Regions from separate parts of the Oryctolagus cuniculus genome. Here region 2 is linked to region 1. Evidence: chromatin contacts called from public Hi-C data. All regions are on one chromosome and are shown on one strand. The core of a region is the stretch at or near the end of the contact, and the rest is flanking DNA. Distances in the headings are between cores, read along the strand shown.

Region 1 (3,204 bases), core at 76-2,575:
CCCGTAGAGCTCCCAGAAAGCTCCTGACACCTTGATTTTGCCCTAGTGAGAGCCACGTTAGACTTCTGACCTACAGAACTGTCAATAAACATGTGCTATTTCAAGCCACTAATGTGTGGCAATTTGTTACAAAAGCAATTGATAACTAATAATGTACCCAGTTTAACCCTCAGGGCAGGAATACAGTTTGGAAAGTCAAATAGGCTGAGGGAGGCAATTTTCAACCCTCCCCTCCCCGCCCCACCGTCTCAGCTTCTAAATCCCAGGGTATGCTCCGTTTATATGTGCTAGTGGGCATAAGCAGTGGGAACAGTAAGTAAGCCCCTCCTTCAAGCCACGTTTAGTGCTGCCTTTCGGCTCGTGTACCCTCTGGTATCCCTGGGATGGCCGAGAGAAAGGCAGCGGGGGCACCACTCTTCATGCTGTTGCCGTCCCTGACCTGCTGCCCCCAGTGAAGCTGCAGAGGGCGAATGCAGCCCGCATGGGTCTCCCCGCTCCCTGTGGTTCTCGGAGTTACCTACATCAGGAGACATCAATCAAGACTTTCCCTCTGCTGACTCACCTCTCACACTGCAGAGTGGAGCTGCCAGCTGATTCATGGCAGCAATACCATCAGGCGCAAAGACGTACTGAGGCCCAGAATGAAAACGTGACATCACAAAATGTTCTAAGGGTGCCTGTTTTAGTACAGATCTGTGGAATGACAGATAATTCCAACCTGCTGACTAGTAAAAAAGAATCTAGCTGCATTTTTCTATCAGTTGCATATTTGGCATTTTAAAAACAAAACCTTAATAAAGTATGAAGAAAATCATGTGTTTGAAAAACTACAGTTTGTCAGAAGAAATCTGTGATTTCATTTCTGGGGCCAATAGGCCTAACAGAAATTTCTTTCTCAACCCAGCTTAGCTGCTCAGGGGCCAGACTCAGAAGTAGCTGATGTTCTGTTTTTGGCCTGTGCGGGGAAGCCAAGGACATCCCCAGAAGCAGAGAAGAGTCCACGGTTGGCTCCAGACTCATCCCAGGCTGCTGAGTCATGAGTCCCAGGCGCTCTGGACTAGGGGTTTAAGCACAGTGCTGGGTCCAAGGGTTGTTCTTCCATGGGTAAGCAGAGCTCCCACTGATGAGAGAATATACCTGCCCCCGCCCTGGGGAGCCTTGAACAAAACTGTTTCACTCCCCCCAGAAGAAAGGACAGGGCTCGTTTGTTGGTGGGTCTTTTGTTTCCTCTATACTGTCAGGTGCTGGTCTTCTTCCTCCTAGTGTCAGCCCTTGGCGGTTCGTCTGGGCCCTGGAGCTGCATCTGCTCTCTGTGGGCTACCCACGTTCTCATCATGATCTTTCTGTAGTTCATTCTCCTGTGTTCAGAGACCAATTTCCCCATCTTCGTAAATGTCAGACCCTCGTCACTTCCTCTTTTTACTTTTAGCTATTTTTGGTCTACAAACTCCATTTGAGGGTTGAACAGAAAAAAGAAAATAAGGAAGCCAGAAACCTGAACAGCTCTGATGAATTCTAATAGGGGAGAACTTTGATTCCATCATCAGATGAGAGTTGAGGATTATCTGTTATTTTAATTATCCCTGCCACGTCAGCCCCCTGTTTATTCGGTTGTAGAAGTGCAAGCCCATCGCTGAACCTCCAGGGCTTATCTACTTGGAAATCTGATTTTATAAAGACGGCTCAAGCTGCAAGGCTGGGCTGGGAGCCAGTGGCTGCATGGATGCAGGGAAGTGCAGTGTCAGCTTCCGGAAGAGCCTCCGAGGGCTGCTGCAGACACAGCCAAGGCAGCCTGGCTCCAAGTTCACTGCAGGGCCAGGACCTGGGAAGATGCTGCTCTGTGGAGATCTCAGGGTCAATTTGGGGTTCCCTGTTCCTTCCTTAGCCTTGCTTAGGTTTGGAGCAATTCCAGCGTGCAAAGTGCAGCTTTTCTAAAGCCAGCTGGGATCCTGGGCCCCTAACCCCACTCTCTCGACCCAAATCTTTGCTTAATCACCACTTGACTTTGACTCTGTAACCCCTAGTTTCCTCATGTGTAAAATGAGGTTTTTACTGTCTTTCTTCCAGCATTGCTATGAGGGCATAAACGAGGCAACGCATACCAAGTGCCTGGCAGACAGTAACTGTTCAGTCCGTGATACCTTTATTAATAGTGTTGTCATCGCCGTCATCACCGAAACAGCCCAGTGTGTGTAAATTGGAGAGCCTGGTATAGTCCTAAGCAACCTCACCCACAAATGAGCCTCTGAGAGCCTCTGAGCTCTTCACAAGGCCAAGGCCACTCTTCCTGTACTTCAATAGCATTTAATTAGAAGGTACTGCCCTTGCGTTCACTTCCTTTGCAGCATTGCCATTGGAGAAGGTCCCCGGGGACTCATGCAATCACTTGTTTCTGGTGGTTAAAGCTGTTCTGAGAGCTGTGTGTGCCCACAAGGCCAGATTTCAGCACGCTGAGTCATTCTGCAGGGTCCGCCGGCAGAGCCAGTCACCGGGGCGAGAGGCAGGCAGCAGGCAGGAAGATGAATGGCCGTGAGGGACAGAATATTTTTCCGGTGGATTTTGGTGAATTCCTGGTCAATGTGTCTGGATAAAGGAAAGCGGGGGGTGGATGATAGCTCTTACCCACACTTACCATCCCCAGGCTCCTATAATCAGGCTCTGATTTTGTTGAGCTCCATCCAGACTACCCAATAGAGACTCCTTCCTCTTAAACGGCTTCAGACACGCTCCAGAGTGGGGCCTTGGAAGGAGTCTCTGACACCCGGCAGAGGGTGGGAGGTGGCTCTGGAAGGGAAAGTCACTTTCATGCACGTGGATGGGGAACAATCCTGCGCTTGTCCCCCACATTCTAGGTGGAGTTATGGGAGCAGGGATAGGAAACATATATTTCTGCCTGAGGTTTAGTTAATTGACTCACAGGAGGAAGTGACTTGCAAGCAGGGCTATGCGATGAGATCTGTTTTCCATGGTTGCTATGGATATGGAGTTATTAGACTGTCGATTTGGGCCTAGGATGTGAGGAGGCCTCTTGAAAAGGCTTTATCATTATTCCCAGGCTTATTCTGTTTTAAAATCTTGGAAGGGTGAGGTTAAAGTATTCCGATTCCAAGTATTCCAGTGGCGCTTAGAAATTATTGCAAAAGAGAAAGCAGTTTTGCAACTAGCAAATTTGTGAAGGTTAGCAGGCAAGTGGGCACAAAGAAA
Region 2 (3,164 bases), core at 304-2,803, 43 kb after region 1:
AATATAAACTGATATTTTTATATCTTTTGTACTCTTTAAACTTTTTTTGAAATTTTTATCTGGCAGGGAGAGAGAAATAGGGGGAAGGACAGAGAGAGTGCACATATAAGACAGTACCCCCATCTGCTTATTCACTCCTCTAATGCCTGCAACCGTCAGGGCCAGGCCCAGCTGAGACCAGGAACTCAGGGACCCAAGTACTTAAGCCCTCACCTGCTGCCTCCCAGGTGTGTGTGCATTAGCAGGAAGCTGGATAGGAGGCAGAGCTGGGATGAACCAGGCATTCTGATACAGCACATGCAAGTTTCAAGTAGGGACTGACAGCTGCACCACAATGCCAGGCACTGGTACTAACTCCTGAAATCCAGTGTGTGTTTTACATTTATGCATCTCATTTCAGGCATTTGGAGTGCTCACTAGCCACAAGGAGCTGGTTACTAAACATTGGATAGGGAAGGTTTAGACTGTGAACAACTTGAAAAGCAGGTATCCCCCTCTCCAGAGTAGGCCTGTGGCCGCTGGTTTGGACAGGTGATCAGGAAAAGAAAAGGCATTCCAGAACCTCTGCAGAGATGCTGATTCTTAGATGCAGTGCAACCATTTACTTTAAACTGTTGTTCTGGGAAAAGTGAAATGGGGAACATGCTTATTACTGTATCTTAAACCAAGAAGCACCAGTTTCCTGGCTCCCAGAAAGCCTGAATCATCTGAAGTGTTGACTCACCGAGCCCAAGGTGATTGAACTGTAATGTGAACCAAAATTGCCTTCCAAGGCGTCTTTCTCTTTCCATTTTCCTCTCTGCCCTCCCTCCCTCTCTCATTTTGGATGACTCATTCTCCTACCATGTAGAGTCCAGCAGCAGGAGAGCCCCAAATCCTCTTTGGAAGAACAGCTGACTTTCAGCCCCAGACAGCCACATGATCTAGCACAGCTCTGCCTTGCCCTCCTCATTTTAGGGTCTGCATTTAGACTGGGAGTGAGCCTAGAGCGGTCTTTGTTTTCCTTTCAGGGTGGTGGTGGTAGTCGTGATGTGTGATGGGGAATTTAAGTTTGGAAACATACAATCTTTCATTTCAGAATCTTTTAAAATCCGTAGGGCCAACATCCCAGGCCTCTTTGTACCTTTCTCCACTTTGGTTTTTTTCCTTTCCGGGGAGGAAAGTTTCCACCCCTAGTCCCCCAGGATAACGCCCTTCCGGTGGCGCGCCAGGAACCGCTTTGACCCCTCCCAGCCAGCGGCCCGTCCCTTTAGCAGTGCTCTAACAGACCGACCTCCAGTTGCGGGCAAGGCCAAGCCCCCCACCCCAATCCACATCTACCCAACGTGGAGGGCGGAGTGCCCATCTCCAAGCCCCGCCCACCGAACTCAACCCCAGCCGGTAAGAAAGAGGAAGTGCACGGAGCCCCACCCACTCTCAGCTCTCTCCCTTTCCATCGGGCCGGCCGGCTGCCCATCTTCTCTATCCCGCAGCCTATTGGCGCTTTCCCTCCCGCGCCAGTCCCTACCCTCCCCGCCGAGGAGGAGGGTGAGTCACGCCAAACTGGGCGGAGAGTCTGCTGGCCTCTCTCCTTCGCTCGTCTGGGCGGCGGCGGCGGCAACGGGGGGACGGGCGGGTGGCGCATCACGGGCGCGGAGGCAGGAGGAGCAGTCTCATTGTTCCGGGAGCCGTCGCCACTGCAGGTCCCTCGGCTCCGTGGGCTCGGCCCCTCTCAGTCTTCCCCAACCCCCACAACCGCCCGCGGCTCTGAGGAGAAGCGGCCCCGGCGGCGGCAGCAGCTGCAGCAGCATCTCCGGCCCGCCAACCATGGAAGACCTGGACCAGTCGCCGCTGGTCTCCTCGTCTGCGGACAGCCCGCCCCGGCCTCCACCCGCCTTCAAGTACCAGTTCGTGAGGGAGCCGGAGGACGAGGAGGAGGAGGACGAGGAGGAAGAGGAGGACGAGGACGAAGACCTGGAGGAGCTGGAGGTGCTAGAGAGGAAGCCCGCCGCCGGGCTGTCCGCGGCGCCGGTGCCCACCGCTCCCACCGCTCCCGCCGGCGCGCCCCTGCTGGACTTCGGGAATGACTTCGTGCCCCCGGCGCCCCGGGGACCCCTGCCGGCCGCGCCCCCAGCCGCCTCGGAGCGGCAGCCGCTTTGGGACCCGAGCCCGGCGTCGTCCGTGCCTGCGCCGTCGCCGCCGGCCGCTGCCGCAGTCTCGCCCTCCAAGCTCCCCGAGGACGACGAGCCTCCGGCGCGGCCGCCCCCGCCTCCCCCGGCCGACGTGAGCCCCCAGGCCGAGCCCGCGTGGACCCCGCCCGCCCCGGCCCCCACCGCGCCCCCCTCCACCCCGGCCGCGCCCAAGCGCAGGGGCTCCTCGGGCTCCGTGGGTGAGTGCCGCGCCCTCCCGCCGCGCGCCCCTCCCTCTTTTGTGTGCATTCCCCGCTGCCTCTGGCTGGGCCTTCTCCCCACCCGGAGGGGGCTTTGTCTGCCAACGTCGGGGCGATGGCGCCCCCCCTGGTGGGAGGCGCGGGGGAGAAGGGTGGGGCGGCCGCAGACGCCCGGGCGGGTTCTTTATTGTCTGGCTTTCGGGGAACACGTGCACCGCACCCCGCGCCCACGTTCTGGCCTCCGTTCGTTCGGCGGCGTTCCACTGCGTCCCGGAAGTTAGGCACCCACCGCTGGTGGGAGCTGGGTGTGTAAGGAGGAGCTGGGGTTGTGGCTTCGTTGGCCTGCTGCGGCTGCGGCTCCGAGGGGAGGGTGGGGCGCCCTGATCTTTTTATGAGGGGCTTTTGCCTCCCCGTCTGGGTTGCTGTAGGCGCGAGGTCCAGTGTCGCCCCGGGCTTGTGTGACTGCGTTCGGCCGCGGGCATCCTCCTCGCCCCCGCCCGACCTGGCGTGGGTGGCCCCCTTGGGCTTCACCCCCTCCCTCTCCTCTGGGCGCTTCTGGGGAGCTGGCCGAATGGAAAACGTCCACACTGACCCAACTGCGGTGAAGGGAGAGCGCCTCCAGTGGTTTGGGGCTGCGAGCAGCGGGGAGGACGGAGTCGGGCGAAGTCCTGCCGCCGCCCAGCTCACCCGACCGTAATGCAGCTTCCCACCGGAGACAGAGCCAGGGCGCGGGCATCTGGGCTTCTTGTGCCGAGGGGGCGCGGTTCTGCGGGGTCCCCCCTGCAGGCTTTAAGGA

The links. Hi-C and Micro-C count contacts between places; a contact is called where the count stands out from the background.
Region 2: a Hi-C map of an unstated tissue shows a contact between it and region 1, with 1.8 times the contacts expected there. The contact joins the promoter of RTN4 here to the enhancer-like site in region 1. A contact is called at or near these places in 3 of 6 Hi-C or Micro-C datasets (ear pinna, skin fibroblasts and an unstated tissue).

What each region holds. Positions count from the first base shown.
Region 1 is chr2:147,480,551-147,483,754 of mOryCun1.1, forward strand. No RefSeq gene overlaps it. Among named protein-coding and RNA genes, the nearest start is that of RTN4, 43 kb to the right of the region's middle. Within about 2 kb of position 1,326, at least 1 of the 8 cell types and tissues checked has an H3K27ac peak or open chromatin away from gene starts, as enhancers often do.
Region 2 is chr2:147,523,119-147,526,282 of mOryCun1.1, forward strand. RTN4 (reticulon 4) reads left to right here and starts at 1,554. Exons shown (of 9, transcript XM_070069112.1): 1 at 1,554-2,368. The coding sequence starts at 1,807.